Regions from separate parts of the Mus musculus genome. Here region 2 is linked to region 1. The links are chromatin contacts, called in public HiChIP or PLAC-seq maps. All regions are on one chromosome and are shown on one strand. The core of a region is the stretch at or near the end of the contact, and the rest is flanking DNA. Distances in the headings are between cores, read along the strand shown.

Evidence for each region. HiChIP or PLAC-seq counts read pairs in DNA pulled down with a chosen protein or histone mark.
Region 2: a FOXA1 HiChIP or PLAC-seq map of pancreatic cancer cells shows a contact between it and region 1. The contact joins two enhancer-like sites. A contact is called at or near these places in 1 of 15 datasets of contacts at CTCF or cohesin (the NIH/3T3 cell line) and 1 of 115 datasets of contacts at active chromatin or transcription factors (pancreatic cancer cells).

Annotation. Positions count from the first base shown.
Region 1 is chr10:59,239,781-59,242,755 of GRCm38.p6, forward strand. No RefSeq gene overlaps it. Among named protein-coding and RNA genes, the nearest start is that of Gm36257, 9.0 kb to the right of the region's middle. Within about 2 kb of position 1,556, at least 92 of the 459 cell types and tissues checked have an H3K27ac peak or open chromatin away from gene starts, as enhancers often do. A contact at or near this core is called in pancreatic cancer cells, where this site is marked.
Region 2 is chr10:59,820,067-59,823,041 of GRCm38.p6, forward strand. The region is part of intron 8 of Micu1 (mitochondrial calcium uptake 1); the gene reads left to right. Among named protein-coding and RNA genes, the nearest start is that of Gm23803, 3.8 kb to the left of the region's middle. Within about 2 kb of position 1,490, at least 28 of the 459 cell types and tissues checked have an H3K27ac peak or open chromatin away from gene starts, as enhancers often do. A contact at or near this core is called in pancreatic cancer cells, where this site is marked.

The DNA of each region.
Region 1 (2,975 bases), core at 306-2,805:
CTATGGAGAATTGGAATGTTACAGATTCCAAGCCAAATTATCTTTGGTTATTTTTAGCCCCACCTCTATAATTGATTGACAGTAGGTACAAATGATTCCTTATAGTCACCCACCATCCTCTCTACCTTGAGATGCAGGAGCATGACAACAATCAGTCAATAGTCTATATGTACTGCTCTGCTGGTGAGACTCATAGTCCCTACCTAAAAGGGACCACAAGACTGTCCCTATTTTATCTGTTGGATACAGACACCAGGTGTTGGATTTTCCATAAGAAGAGTTGTTTGGAATCCTTGAATTACGTGGAGTTTGAGTTTGAAATTGTTACATATCCTAAAGGTAGGTCATAGTTTTGTAATCTTAAAATACAAGGTTTAAGCAAGATCATCATCTCTCCACTCTCCCCAAAGACTTTGGGGATGGGGTTGGATTGTAGTAGGAAACCAGATGTAAGTTACACCCGTGAGTAATGTATTAAAGAAGCCAATGGTGGGGTTTGAGGAATGGTTCAGTGGCCAAGAGGTCTTCCAGAGGTCCTGAGTTCAATTCTCACCACCTGCATGGTGGCTCACAACCATCTGCAATGGGATCTGATGCCCTCTTCTGGTGTGTGTGAAGACAGAGGACTCATAGTAAATAAATAAATTAAACAAATAAATAAGCAAGCCAGAGGCAGAGAAATACTGAAAGCCCTTCCCTATCTTGTTCTCATACAACAAAAAGAACATTCTCCAGAAAAGCCCAAAATATATAAACATGAGTGAGGTGAATCCTATACAAATGTCCTACATAGGGTCACATGGCTTGTAGCCACATGCTTTTGGGGAGCGTTACCCTTATTTGTTAGTTTACTTTCATTATGAGGTGTGTTTTTCTTTCCTTCCTTCCTTCATTCCTTGCTTCCTTCCTGAGTTTCCTTGTGTGGCCCTGGCTGCCCTATAACTAGTCCTGTAAACCAGGCTGTCCTCAAACTCACAGCAATCCACTCGCCTCTACCTCTCGGTGCTGGGAGTATTTTCCCTTTCTTGACAAACTATTTCTGTTTCTTTGTTTGTTTGTTTTTTGAGACAGGGTTTCTCTGTATAGCCTTGGCTGTCCTGGAACTCACTCTGTAGACCAGGCTGTCCTCGAACTCAGAAATTTGCCTGCCTCTGCCTCCCAAGTGCTGGGATTAAAGGCGTGCGCCACCGCCCAGCCTGTTTCTGTTTCTAATCACCTGTCCTTGATCTAATTCTTTGCTGTGGCACTCAAGAACCTAAATGCTTCAGTAGGTGGCCTGGGATTCAGATCCATGCCTGTGACAATGTCCTATCATACAGCCATCCTCAGAGGGTGTGAAGCAAGGATCTGAACATAATACCACTGTTGAATACTACCTACTCCGGTCTCCAGGAGCCCACAAGTTATTAGGGAGTGAGATCTGAAATACAAAGACGGTATTCAGACTCACCAACAAGAGAGCTGTGTAATGCTACTGGCTGCCACTGTGTGGGAGGTGGACTTTGAAGAGAGATTTTGGAACTTGGCCAGGTGGGAGGGACAGGATCAGGGAACAAGCACTAGAACAAGTTGGCTCAGATACCTGGACCTACAGGAAGGACAGCTGTAAGGACTGCAAGGGAGACAAGGTGGTTGGGGAACATGTAAACACTGATTCATTAATCTGTCACATGGCCGTTTGGTAGGACACTGCTCTGGCAACTCCCTTGCTCCACCCAGCTGTGCAATGGTGTCCTGAGTCATGAGCTGTGAGCTGGCATAGTTACTAAGCACAGGATAAATACTGCTTCCAGGACTTCAACCAAGTCACCTTTTTTTGAAACAGGGTCTTTCTGTTTTATAGCCCTGGCTCTCCTGGAACTCATTCTGTAGACCAGTCTGGCTTTGAATCCAGAGATCTACCTGCCTCTGCCACAGGAGAACTGAGATTAAAGTCAGATGCCATGTCTAACATAATGAAGATGGTTGGTTGGCTAGTTGGTTGGTTGGCTAGTTGGTTGGTTGGTTGATTTGGTTTGGTTTGGTTTTTGAGACAGGGTTTCTCTGCCCTGGCTGTCCTGGGGAACTTGCTCTGAATACCAGACTGGCCTTGAACTCAGAGATCCACCTGCCTCTGCTGCTGTCTTCTGAGTGCTGTGAGTGTACCACCACCACTGATAAAGATTTAATTTTTTTTTTAAGAACTGTGGCCCTCAGGCAGATAGCTTTAATCTCAGCACTCATGTGGGTTAAAATGGTGCCCCACGCCTGGCCTGCCACAGGGCTAGGGCTGCTCATAGAGGTGGATGCAGGGAGTTTGACTGCGTGCACCCCACGCTAGGCGGGCATCGCTGTGAGAAGCCTCAGGACTCCGCTCCGGGGGTGGTAAGGCACAGTCTGAGGTCCCCACGGAATTGCCAGAGTTGGCTCAGACTCTCAGGCACCACAGACGCCACTAGGGTCCCCAGGGGCTTGCACGGAGGCCAAAGACGACAGGTTCTCAAACTCCTGGGCACCTCAGAAGCCTCTGGATGTCACAGAAGCGCTGAGAACAGAGTGGGGGGGGGGGGGTCTGCAGGCGGGCAGGCTCTAGCCTGGGGCCAAAGAAAAGAGGGCGGGAGGAGGAGAGCACTCCAGCTGGTCCCACCGGGATGAGAGTGTCTCTGGCTTGCTCAGTGGCTGCTTGGCTCAATGGAAGCTGTGTCTGAGAGTACAGGGAGGCCTCCTGCGGGAGATTACTTGCTGGGCTCTTTAAAGGAAGACCTGCTCCATTGCTCCAGCATGTCTGATTCGGATTAGAAGAGGCAGTCCATGGTTTTAAGTTGTTTATTGTCATGACAGAAGAGAGCTGTGTTGAGTGAAACCTTACCTCACCTTCTCAGGGGCCTGGGGTTAAGTACCTTTTGCAGGGAGGAGTGTCTGGGAAGGGAAACTAAGAGGGTAGTAGAGGCAGAGAAAGGCAGAGAGAGGGAGAAAGTAGAGAAGTAGAGGCCAGA
Region 2 (2,975 bases), core at 240-2,739, 580 kb after region 1:
GGGGCTCAGCAAAAATTTAAAAACCGGCACTGTTAATCTGCTTTTTTATATTTTCTTTTTAACTTAAGACAGCATCTCATTGAGCTCAGAATGACCTTTGTTGCGTAGCCAAGGATAACCTTTAATGCCTTACCCTCCTGTCTGTACCTCCCTGTGTGCTGGGACATATACTATCAGATCCGGTTTATAGAGCCGAAGGGGGCGTGGGTGTCGTGCATGCTCAGCAACATTACCACATCACCTGAGCACACCACCAGCCTTTCTTCCCCTCGTGTAGTTTTGTTTGGGGGGTTTTTTGGTTTTCTTTTTTTGGTTTTTTTCTTTAGGACAGGTTCTTTCTATGTAGTCCAAGCTGCCCTGGAACTCACCAGGAGCCAAAGTTAGCTTGAAAGTCCGTCTGCTTCCCTCAGGTTCCAAATTCGGCATCAGAGCTGTAGACCGTGATCTGCTCTTCAGTTCAGGGAGCTGATCACTGCCGTTAAACTCCACCATTAAACTCCACCGTTAAGTGTCTTTTAGTATTTGAGGTGATGCTTCCCTGTTCAAAATACAGAAACCATGAGTGAGGCCTAGTAGGTAACAGCTGTAATCCCTGCATTCCAGGTGTGAGGAAAGAGGATAAAAAGGTCATGGCCAGCCTGGTCTATGAAAGGGAACTTTGGGCATTATAGTCAGACTTGGTCTCAAACAAAGGAAAATAAAGAAAGTACAGGTGAATATTTAGTTTCTTACCTTACCAGGAAAGAGTTCTTAGGCATAACCAGTTTTTTTTTTACCTACATATCTAGCTATAATGAAGATTTCCATACATAAAATAGACCTAAACAAAGTTAAAAGATAGTCCAACTGAGCAGAAAAATTTACCGTCCTTTAACAAAGGGCAAACATTTTTATCTTATATTAATATCACTGTCCCTATTTTCATATGTATGGGTGTTTTGCCTGCATGTATGTCTGCATACCACGTGGGACTCTCAGACCGACAGTTAGACCCCTTCTTGGTCTGACTAATGATTTTGACTCATGATTCAGTCAGCTGATTTGGTCACAGTCCCAGTTTCCATCCTTCTAATTGTGTTAGGGTCCAGAGTCGCCACACAAATCAATAGGAATACCAATCTCAATTAAGCAAGAGTAGTTTCTTGACTGCATACCTTAATACCGGTCAGACCAGGGTCATAACTCAGAATTATCTAAACTATGACAACAGACATCTTTTTCTGTCAGCTTATAAATAATAATAATAATGACAACAACAATAATAATAACACAATGAGCTCATAGACAGGTGCGAGAAGTGCTGCCCAGTGGTCAGCTCTGACTCAAGCCATTTTAGACAGAACAGTTCATATTGACCTTTAACTTGATGAGTCCTACATAAAGCTTTGTGGAATTTCCTAAGATTAACAACCCTCATACAGAACATAACAGGGCATGTGGTCAGCATGACCCTGCTCTGAGTCAGGTCACTTCTCTGTGTCAGCAACTGGCAGGCATGTTACAGCAACAGTATGAAATAGCTGGTGGCAGGCATGGGACAAAATGGCTACAGCTATACTGTGGGGGTGGGAGGTGGGGAGTGGGCGGGGCGGGGCGGGGCGGGTCAGATCTCAACAATCCACTGGGGCAGGTCTTAAATCCACAGGCTCAGTGATCTTCCCTCCTCAACCTTCCATGTAGTGAGGACTGTAGGAGCGTACCACATTTCCCAGGCCCAACAAAACAGCCACAGAAGACAAGCAAGGTTTACCCTGGAGCACTGTGTGAACCAGGCTGGCCTCCACTTCAGAGGTCTGCCTCCTCAGCACTGGGACAAAGGCATGAGCCACCACGCCCAGCCTTGAGTGCTGGAATTAAAGGTGTTAAAGGTGTTTGCCACCTGGCTCCAGCTTAACCAGTCTTTTAAAATGTAAGAAGTCTTAAGATTTGGAATTGAAAAATATAGTTTAGTTTAGGCCAGGCATATCATGCAGAAGTAAAATAATTTCCCAGCATGCACAAGGACCCAGCACCACAAAACCCAGAGAAGTGTAGCAGTTTAGCTAATACTCTGTAATGTCATGGCGACTGGGATCATCCTGTTAGCCCTTGCTGAGCAGTGAGCTGTGGTGCCCGCATTCCAGACTGTAGACCTTCTTTCTCCACTTGCCAGGAGACAACCTGCACCAGACAGTAAAGATTCCTCTTGTGTTGAGAGACGCCCGTCCATTACATAAACAGATTTCAACTCAAACTTTAAAATACGTCACGATTCCCTTAAGAGGAGGGCTCCCATAGAGAATGGTGCCTGTAAGCCTTTTTCCTTTTCATGAACTAGTGGTATGAAACTCCAGACAGAAAGAACAATGGCACAGAGGCCCTGCCGTTCTGTCCCACTGAAGAGCACAGATGTGTCTGGCTAAGTGGCCTGAGGTCACTGTGCAGTGTGGCTCTGTGCGGTTCAGAAGCTAGGAAAGGCCTGGGGAAGCCTGTCATTCTGAAACACGGATATAGGGAGGGATTTGCAGAGGTTGTAACTGTACAGAGGAGCACACGGGCTTTCCTCATCCCAGAGTGCAGCGCCCTCCAAAGCCTTTGCTGAGCAGTGACACACTCTCAGACACTGATTTCTCTCTCCTTCTACTCGTTTTAGCCTCATTTTTTGGCACTTGTAATAAAACATGTATTTTTTTCTCCCTAGCTTTTCATCTTCCTCGGGTAGATAGATAGATAGATAGATAGATAGATAGATAGATAGATAGATAGATAGATAGGTATCATATAGCTAAATGTATATTATCTGTCCTTCCAAAAGACTAGCCCTCCTGTCACCAAGGAGCAGGGGTGGGAAGGAAAGGTGCACTGTGTTTAGAAAGCCAGGAAGAATCTCCCAGTGTTCGCTGTCTTCTCTTTTTTGGCCCTTCTTTGTGGCCCTGCAGCCCCTGGGGTCAACAGGAAGCTTGTATGCGGTTGAGAATGTGGTCGCGGCTGCATAG